Linked DNA regions of Mus musculus: region 2 is linked to region 1. The links are chromatin contacts, called in public Hi-C maps. All regions are on one chromosome and are shown on one strand. Each heading gives the region's core, a stretch centred on a gene start, on an enhancer-like site or on the middle of the called end of the contact. The rest is flanking DNA. Distances are from core to core; before and after follow the strand shown. Region 1 holds the start of Abi3bp (ABI gene family, member 3 (NESH) binding protein). Region 2 overlaps Abi3bp (ABI gene family, member 3 (NESH) binding protein).

Region 1 (4,901 bases), core at 958-3,457:
TGGCTTGGTTTCCTGAACAGCAAGGATTTTTCCCTGGCTTTGAGCATTCTCACAAGGCTAAAGTCAGTTGTGACCCTTATTAACAGGACCCTGCTATTCAAACCTGCATGCATTTTCACTGGTCCACAAATGCAAAGGTCTGGGATGGACTATGTTCAGCCATCATTAATTTCTGGCTCTAAATTCTATTCTCTTCTTAAATCACAGATATTAAACTCTAAGGATGTAAGGAAGAATCTATCTATCCCAGCACTTATTCCAACACACAGAGTCTCTGGAAAGACGTCATAGCTACTCGATTAGAAAGGGAATTATCATTCAAAAGGGTTTGGAAAACAATGGGTTAAAAGGCTTGTTACTTTTTTTTTCTTGAGAAATACTTGGATCATATAGAATGGTAACATCCATTGTAGAATTCACCCCCCAACCCCAACACACACACACACACACACACACACACACACACACACACATACACACACACAGTTTTGTTCAGACTAACCAAAACTATAGATTGTTGAAACATTACAAGAGAAACCTGGATGCAAACCATTGGTTGACAAAAGAAAAGAGATAAAATTTTTGTGGCAAGTATTTGCACCTATATTTTCTTCTTTATCACTACAAACAAAGGCAACTTGTACCAAAAGTTCTCTATCTAATGATGACAACGGAAAAATTTAGACATTTAGAGTTTACATAATTCTGTAGTAACCAAATTTGCCTATCATTCTTACACAGTAAATACAGAGTAAAATAAAAACACCGGTAATTTTTGAAACTAAAACAGTGCTACCGGCTCTTTTCAAATGTCAAAGTTGTTAAAAGTTACATCAATGTGAACAATTAATTATGGATTAAGTCAGGGTTTATTATGATCAAGGAATAAAACTTGTGGAAGGAGGAAAGCCTAAGGGTGTTTCATATTTCTTTCTTTGCATAATCATTTGATCAGAATTGAGGATTCCTTTGCCTTTTGCTACAGTTCCCATCCTCGTGTGAGCTAACTAGCCAAATGCTTCAGCCTTCTGGATTCAAGTTTCACTTTACCCAGTGGGGGTGGGGGGCTTTGCCTTTGAGTCAAGATGATCCTAGACCGAACTCTACAGAGAGAGGACACAGAAGTGTCCTTTAAGCGTTCTGACCAGCTTTTCTTTCAGACTCGGTTTTGATGAGTCTGTGCTGTGCGTTACCTCTAAGATTTTTTCAGCCTAACTGTACGGTAAATTCCAGCCCGTGGGTTTTTTTTTTTTTTTTTTTTTCCTTATAATCCTGCTGACTACAGCAGTCTGTAGCCATAAAAAGCCTCCACCGACGTAAAGTGCCTCTGCGAAAAAGCAAAAGTTCACACAACATTTATGTTCACAGACAGGACAAGGAAGACGATCCTGATTTAGTGCTAATGAGTTCCAAAGATTGCGCCTAGGGTCTAAACTTAGAAAATTTACTTCTCTTTTGATGACTTTTGTAAACAAAATACCAACACTAAAATAAGCAATTTAGTCAAGAGAAGGGGGGAGTGTCCTGTCCAGCAAATCAAATTCTCTGCCAAACTCCACTGCAGAGCCCTGTCTGCTACTTAGCTCGAAACTGTATTTAAGTCTGACCTGGCTAGACTCCCTCAGCCCCTACCCCACAGGTATGTTTGTGACTTTTGCAAAAGATTTCGGTTTTCAGAACAAGCTACTCCCAGGGCTTAAGCCACTCTCCACCGTCTCTGTGGCCAGGGCTAAAAGCACCAAATAACTCTAACAAGCCACAATAGTCGTTTATATAATCAGATTTGATAGACAGATACTGTAGTTTGAAACCACACCACTCCAGTCCGTGTGAACATACTCCACTAGAAGCTGCTAGGAGAAGCTGAGCTCACAAAATAAATCACAGGGGTGCGAGAGAAAACAACCCCTGAGTCACCCCCTTCACACATAGGACCTTTGACTCTCTGCAGAATAATTCAATTCCCCCATATTGTACAGCAGATCACATTTCATATCAACAGCGAAAACCAAGCAACTCTTAATCTTACTTTTAAAACACAAAATATCCCAGCTACTTGCCTTTTGGCAATTTCTGTGCATTTCCCAGAGCAAGTGCAATACTTCCACAGAGAAGTAGACACCCCAGGCTGGAGAGCATGTTGCATTTGCCTGCTCACACGGGGAGTGATGCGGCTGGGTGCCTTGCAACCCTGGAACTGCATTTAAGTGGGCGTCCTCCACTGACAGAGGCGGGAGGCTGCTCTCTCTGCTGTGGGCTTACTCACAGGGGGTGGAGACAAGATGACATCACACCCTTTCCCACACACTTAAAAAAAAAAAAGAAAAGAAAAGAAAAAGAAAGAAAGTAGGCACAACAGCAAAAACATATCATCACATTTCCCTCTCCAATGCTGCAACAGCTTGCCTCTTCTCTTTCCTCGCAGTGTAAGAATTGAAATTATGAACAATCTGTATCCATGAAAGAACTACTCAGGCAACTTTGAAACATTTGATGAACTAGTTTAAAGAATAAAAACGTACACTTAAACCCATCAAAACACTAAAATATAAAATGAATATTTTATTAAGATGGAAACTGTTTTTAGTTAGCCAGGAAACCAATCCATTCCTTCCTTTAAACTGGAAGTGAATTCATAAAAATATATTTTGAACTATTCTGTAGCTATAATTTATGAGGAATGTCAATGGAGTCCTAAGCTGTGCAGTTATATACTGTGTACATATATACCCACATACAAATGCATACATATATGTTTTATGTATATCAACATATTCCATAGGTGAGCATGCAGAGACGGAGAGGTAGCACAGTGCCTCATCCCCACACTGGGCTACTCTCCGCAATGACCTTTGCCATAGTGGCTGTGCTGGGGCCATGGTGTGATCTATCTCCATTTTACTAGTAAGAAAGGCTGAGATGTAGAGAGAAGAGGTGGTCTAACCGAGCAGGTCGAGTCTGCCGAATCCAGACGGGCTTTGTAACAGAGCACTGAGTTTTACATTTAGATCCCACGTAACTGCTTTAAACAAACCTCTTCTTTATGTTGTCAGTACCATGTAAGTTACAGGACTTTCTTCATGACAGACATTGATCTACTCAATTTACACATTACTAAGGCATCATTCTTCAGATCCACTCATGAGCAGGGCATTGCGATGACTTCCATTATTGATAGAAAATCAAGCAGAGGGAGGTGAAGAAAAAGGCCCAATATCATGGCACAAATAAGCAAGGGTAGCCAGTTAAGTAGGCCATGGGACCCGTAGCTATCTAGTAGACCTTACTAAACTTTAAATTCTAAAATCAGGATGAGGACCAGAACCGTAGCTTGCTATTCAAGCTGAGGAGCTGAGTTCAGGTCCTACTGTCCTTGTAAAAAGCCAAGCACCACAGCATGCACTCGGACTAGCACTGAGCAGACAGAGGTAGGAAGAACCCTGGAGTGAGGCTTACGGTGCCACCAGCCTCACTGAGATCAAGACTCAGCAAAACAACCAAGGACAAGAACACCTGTAGAAGACACTGAGTGTCAGCCCCTGACCGTCAGAGGCACCTAGACACACAGGGACACAAGTATAGTATATTCATGCACAAGTGCACATGTGTACAAACACATAGGCACACCTGCAGGCAAAGAAAAAGAAAGGGCAGCACCAGGTTTGTAAATTCAACAACAGCTTTTTTTTTTTCTCGTAGTGTCCGGCATGCAGAAAGCACGCACGATAAAGTTACTGTAAACAATAATAAACAGCAACAACAGCAAATCCCTTAGTTAAGAAGAATAGCAACGACAGTGTTTATCTGTAAAGTCCCTGTGTGTGCCTTTTTCTATGGCATCACATTGCCCCAAACACAAGTACACAGCAGGGACAGCTGGGTTCCCACCGAACTCTGAGTGACTGCTGTTTATATGTTTAAATTGAGTCTTTGGGAATAGCCTTTCTCAGCAGTTGCTATAACTAAGCCAAAAATCAGTCAGAGGGAAATAGAATGGCACGGGTCAAATGAAGCATGATAGGGTAGCTTACCAAATAAATAAATAAATAAATAAATAAATGCAGCTTAAAGAGACAATGACATCTCTCAAATAAAGTGAGAGGATGCACCGGTTCACGACATCTGTTTCTGACATCCTGAGCCCTCACCAATAGAATGTTCTGGCACTGGCCATGGAAGGGGGTGGGGTATTTAACAAGTCTTTCTCAGCTCTGTTTTTATGCTTGAACAGGCAGCTCTCTCAAACCTGAGTTCAGACTCACCCTTCCGGGCTCTGTGTCTGTAGCCCATAGCCATCAAGCTACATGAACAAGATCACAGCATCAGAAGAAACGACAGATTTCAAAGGAAACAAACCTAGCAGAAATATTGTAAAAGAGACTCTTCGGTCAAAACAGTGTGAGCCTGGTGGGAGATTTAGGTAATGGAATTCAGGATTAAGACTCTGCTTGGCGAGCAGATGAAGCCCAGTCAATGTTAGAAGTTATTATTTGCTGCTTGGAACCAACTGGACACCAGTTAAATAGAAGCTAGCCTCTAATGTTTGGTCAGGAAAAGATATTCTAGCTAGTAGGACAAACGAGCATTCAACAGACACACTGACAATATAAGAGCTCAGGCCAGGGAGAGGAAGTGACTTGACGAAGGGACCTCACACACAGGATACTTCATTTCATCTTCTAATGACTATAAATTTTACTGCCTTCAGAGTCCCAACACAAACAAGATGAATACATCCTTTCTCGCATTGAGTAAAGCCTTGGGGTTTGGATCACATAATTGTAGGAAGGTTTTAGGCTATTCTTAAGGAAAAATTGAACCTGACCTTGGACCTCGTGGAGATGTCTTTGAAATTATTTGTGTGACTCTATTTGGTTTCTCCATCTTCACTAAAGAACGAC
Region 2 (4,901 bases), core at 1,084-3,583, 37 kb before region 1:
GGCCTAGCCCTAGAAGCCATCCTCCCTTATATATGGGTGGGACTTTTAAAATTGTGATGCCGAACTCTACTGTCAATGACTGTGCTGACCCACTTTTGCCTTGCAACACACGCATACAACTTTTTCCTCCAGCAAATAATACTTTCCTTACTCTGGGCACATGAAAGGAGTATGTCTCCATCTCCCTGAGATTAGTCATGGTCATGTAACTAACCCTCAGTACTAGGCCATTCACTTAAGGGAAGAGGTCAGGTTAGCATCGAGAACTGTTAGTGTAAGAACGTTTCCTAGCGTTCCCTCCTGCACTGGCCAGAATACACTGACCAGGGGGAGCCTTGGTCCTGGTTATTACAAAGAACAGAAAGCGAGTCATATTAATAAACATGTGATTGAGCAATACATGTGCTTCTGTTGTTTTCAAGCCATCAGGAGTTGAGATAGTTACCAACACATAATCTAAGCAATCTGACAAGTGCAGACTTTGGAAAACACCATGAAGGAAAATGGAGCTGGAAGCTGATTAGGAGGGGTGACTGCGTGCAGACGCACAGCCTCTGCTTGAGAAGGCACAAAGGAAGTTAAGGGGCCAATCATTCAGGTATGTCAAAGAAGAACATTCAAGGTGAAAGGAACATGAGACATGAATTCCAGAGAGAGGAACATGGCTGGAGAAGACATGTGGGAAGGAAGCCATTAGAGGTAAACTGAGACAAATGTATAGACCATTGGGAAGACCTTGACTCTGTGAGCTCAGGAATGTTTAGGTCTCACCAATCATTTGTTTATCAGATTCGCTCTGGGTGCTGCATTGAAGCTACTCTGAAAGGAGCATGTGAGCTGTCACAGCATGAAGGCAATAACATAATAGATGAGTGTCTACTTTGAATAGGAGAGAATATAACTAAGAAAAACATTCCCTTGGAGCTTTAGTAAAGTTTCTTTAATGAATGTGGATGCCCTTGCATCTGGAGCATAGATGTTCAGAATTGAGAGTCCATCTTGGTAGATTTTACCTTTGGTAAGTATGAATTATCAAATTGTCTTTTTGATAACTTTTGGTTGAAAGTTGATTTTATTCAATATTAAGAACGGCTACTCCAGCTTGTTTCTTGGGACCATTTGCTTGGAAAATTGTTTTCTAGCCTTTTACTCTGAGGTAGTATCTGTCTTTGTCCCTTAAGTGGGTTTCCTGTATGCAGCAAAATGCTGGGTCCTGTTTATGTAACCAGTGTTAGTCTATGTCTTTTTATTGGGGAATTAAGTCCATTGATATTAAGAGATATTAAGGAAAAGTAATTGTTGCTTCCTGTTATTTTTGTTGTTAGAGTTGGGATTTTGTTCATGTGGTTGTCTTTTTTTAGGTTTGTTGAAAGATTACTTTCTTGCTTTTTCTAGGGAGTAGTTTCCCCCCCTTGTGCTGGAGATTTTCTTTTATTAGCCACAGAAGAGGAGGAAGAGGTGTCAAGGTCACCAGGAGAACACAGAATCAACTAAGCAGCCCTCGCAAGGACTTACAGGGACTGGAGCTGCAACCACAGAACCTCCATCAGTCTGTACTAGGTATGTACTGAATGTGAGTTGTGGTTGTTTAGCTTGGAGTTATTGTGAAACTCCTAACAGTGGGGGTTTAGGGTATCTCTGATATTTATTTATTTATGCCAGCTTTTGGGACCCTTTTCTTCCTACTGTGTTGCCTTGTCCAGACTTGATATGAGGATTTGTGCCTAGTCTGACTGCATCTTGTTATGCTATGTTCAGCTGATATCCCTGGGAGGCCTACCCTTTTCTGAAGGGAACTGGAGGAGCAGTGGATGTTGGGGAAATGGAAGGTGGAGCATGAAGGAGAAGAATGCAGGTAGGGGGAGGCTGCCATCAGGATGTATTGTAAGAGAAGAATAAGTTTTAAGAAAAAGAAAGAAAGAAAAACATTCCCATGTAAAATCTGAAAAAGAAAACTTCAAAGACTTGTAACTGCACTGAATTTGATGCGTGAGAGAAGAATGGAAAGAGTCTCAGATGTCTTTAGAGGTCTTCAGGTGAGCTAACAGAAAGGTGGCAGAGTATCTAATGGAGTTAGCAAAGACCATAGCAGAAGAAAGGCTAGGGTACAATGTTTTCTGGAACCTCACTTGAGATATGCTGGATCTTAGGTGTCAGAAAACCAAGGAGAGATATTAAATGGGGAGTCGGTTCAATGGATCTGATCCTGGCTGGCGATAGGAAATTTCAGCTTGTTGTATTTAGATTGTTCTAAAATCATGAGACTGGATGAGATCACCAAGAGAATTAGGACACAAGAGAAGAGATCCAATGTCGCCATCCTGAGACGCTCCAGTTTAAGGAACCGGTTAGATGAGAATGAATCAGCAAAGAAGACTGAAGAGCAGCCGGTGAGCACGGAGCAACAGCAGACAAATGTGGAAAAGCCCCGAGATGGGAAGCCACCTGCCAAGGGGAATCATGTGTGGCTCCCATCCTGGGCGAAGGGCTCATAGGTCAGCTCGTGAGACAGTGTTTGTACCAGAGTTCTGAATACATGCTCGCTAGCGTTGGTGGGATTTATCATAGAATTAGTCCTAATTGGAAACACGTGGATTGCACTATAATGATAAATCAACCAAGACAACAGAAAACAAAAGAGAGAGTGGGAGAGGGCAGGGGAACTGGCAGGCACGACAGCCAGGAAAACAAACATGTTCTTCTTAGCCTTGCTTCATTAGGAAGAATGTTCTTTGAGATATATTTAGCCAGAGACACAAGCCATACTCAGAATTTTTAACTACAGTAATTTTACCATTAATAAAGTTCTCTGCATATCCACAGTTCTATACAGGAGTGTGTATGTGTGTGTGTGTGTGTGTGTTCCAAACCTTCTTGAAAACACTTAACTTCTAATTTCCATGTGCTATCTAACAAGCTTAAGAGAACTTCCTTGCCAGATTTATAAGAATGAAAATAAAAAGTGGAAAGATAAGCATAAACACATATCATATTTAAAATTGATAAAAGCCAAGGCTATAGAAAGACCTGAAGTGTAAGAAAAGATAGGAACACACAAGGAAAGATGCTTCTGCTTGTAAAAAGAATTTGGTTAGTTAAAAATTTTAATAAATTCCTAAAGAATCTCCCTCGAGAGCTAGGGACTCATGATTTGGGCCTGACATACACTCTTAGAGGTAAACTGAGACAAATTTATAGACCGTTGGGCAGACCTTGACTCTGTGAGTTCAGGAATGTTTAGGTCCCATCAATCATTTATCAGATTTGCTCTAGGTGCATTGAAGCCATTCTGATAGGTACGCGTGAGCTGCCACAGAGTGGTGGCCATTATGTAATAGATGAGTGTCCACTTAGAACAGGAGAGAGCATGACTGAGAAAATCATTTCCGACAATTCTGTGTAAAATCTGAAGAAGAGTTACAAGTCTTCAAAGACTTGTAACTGCACCAAGTGTGGTTCATGAGAGAGGAGAACTGAGCCTCACAGTTGCCAGGTGTGACAGCATTCCATGAGAGGAAACTGCTAGTGTCAATTCACTGAAGTTCCCTGTCTCAAGAGAATAGGGAGACAGCAATAGGGAAAGGCACTTGACTTCCTCCAGCCTCTGTATGCATGCACATGGGGGCATGGAGACATGACAAACAAGTACACACAAGCATACACACACACACACACAGAGAGAGAGAGAGAGAGAGAGAGAGAGAGAGAGAGAGAGAGGGGGGGGGGGGTTGAAAAGAAAAGACTAGACTAGAAGCAGAGCCCCAATATGGGGTTCACAGTAGTAGTTGAATTCAAGTTCATCGTAGGCTATGTAAGAATTCAAAACCAGGCATGGTAAGTCACAGTAAGGCCCAGTTTGAAAATAAATAACAAATAACACCTCTCCATTCCAGAAATGATGGAGTGAAAGGAAGAAGAGAGGGAGGAAAAAAATTTTGTCATGAGAAGACAGAGAGAGAGAGACAGAGAGAGAGAGAGAGAGAGAGAGAGAGAGAGAGAGAGAGAGGTGCAGCTGTCCTCACTTCCTTTCAATTTCTATCTCGTTCCATCTCTATCTTTCTCTCTTTCAAAGCCCCTACTTAGATCTATATAAAAGCCTTTCTTAATTAACTCTAACCCTGGTTAAATAGAAAAAGAAAAAAAAAAAGAAAAGAAATAGTCTCCAGTAAGTCAGTCTTGACTTTAAAAATAATGTTGAAGGAAATTGAGACTTATAATGCACTGAGTGTAACCATGGAAACAACAAACTACAAACCCGGTTCAACAAACTGCTAACCTAGTGTCTCAATACATCCCACAAACAGCTTAACAAGAGAAAATGTGTGCTGCTTTTCTTGGTCCCTGCGGTCCTATACAAGATGCCGGTTTTGGTTTTCTTTGTTTTTTGTTTTTTGTTTTTTGTTTTTTGTTTTTTGTTTTTTGTTTTTTGTTTTGTTTTGTTTTGTTTTGTTTTTTAATGGGCTAGTGAGATAGCACTTGCCCACAAGCCTTTTAACCTAGGTTGGATTCTGGAATCCAAGTTAAGACAGAAGGAAAACAAACTTCACAAACCTACCTTCTGGCTTTGATATGTACACAGTGGCAGAAGTATCCCCATAAACACACACACATCATCATCACCATCACCATTACCATCATCATAATAAATGTGAGACTACAAAAAAGGAAGATACGACACCAGCAAAGAACAAAACAAGCAATAGAGCCTGACATTGATGTTGCACAGATGTTGGAACTATCACACAAGGAACTTAAAATAATTTTTTACTTGTAATGAATGTAATGAATTGGGGTAGGGTCAGGAACTCAAGGCTGGAACACAGGCAGGGACTGAAGCAGAGAACACTGAGCAATGCTTGTTACTAGCTTGTTCTTCATGACTTGCCCAACCTACTTCTTTT

What was found. Hi-C and Micro-C count contacts between places; a contact is called where the count stands out from the background.
Region 2: a contact with region 1 is called in a Hi-C map of uterus. The contact joins the enhancer-like site here to the promoter of Abi3bp in region 1. A contact is called at or near these places in 1 of 39 promoter capture datasets (macrophages), 3 of 484 Hi-C or Micro-C datasets (muscle stem cells and uterus), 2 of 115 datasets of contacts at active chromatin or transcription factors (embryonic fibroblasts and heart atrium) and 2 of 9 other capture datasets (adipose tissue and liver).

What each region holds. Positions count from the first base shown.
Region 1 is chr16:56,475,152-56,480,052 of GRCm38.p6, reverse strand. Abi3bp (ABI gene family, member 3 (NESH) binding protein) reads right to left here and starts at 2,207. Exons shown (of 40, transcript NM_001014423.2): 1 at 2,061-2,207. The coding sequence starts at 2,139.
Region 2 is chr16:56,512,228-56,517,128 of GRCm38.p6, reverse strand. The region is part of intron 1 of Abi3bp (ABI gene family, member 3 (NESH) binding protein); the gene reads right to left. Among named protein-coding and RNA genes, the nearest start is that of Abi3bp, 37 kb to the right of the region's middle. Within about 2 kb of position 2,333, at least 20 of the 459 cell types and tissues checked have an H3K27ac peak or open chromatin away from gene starts, as enhancers often do. A contact at or near this core is called in adipose tissue and uterus, where this site is marked.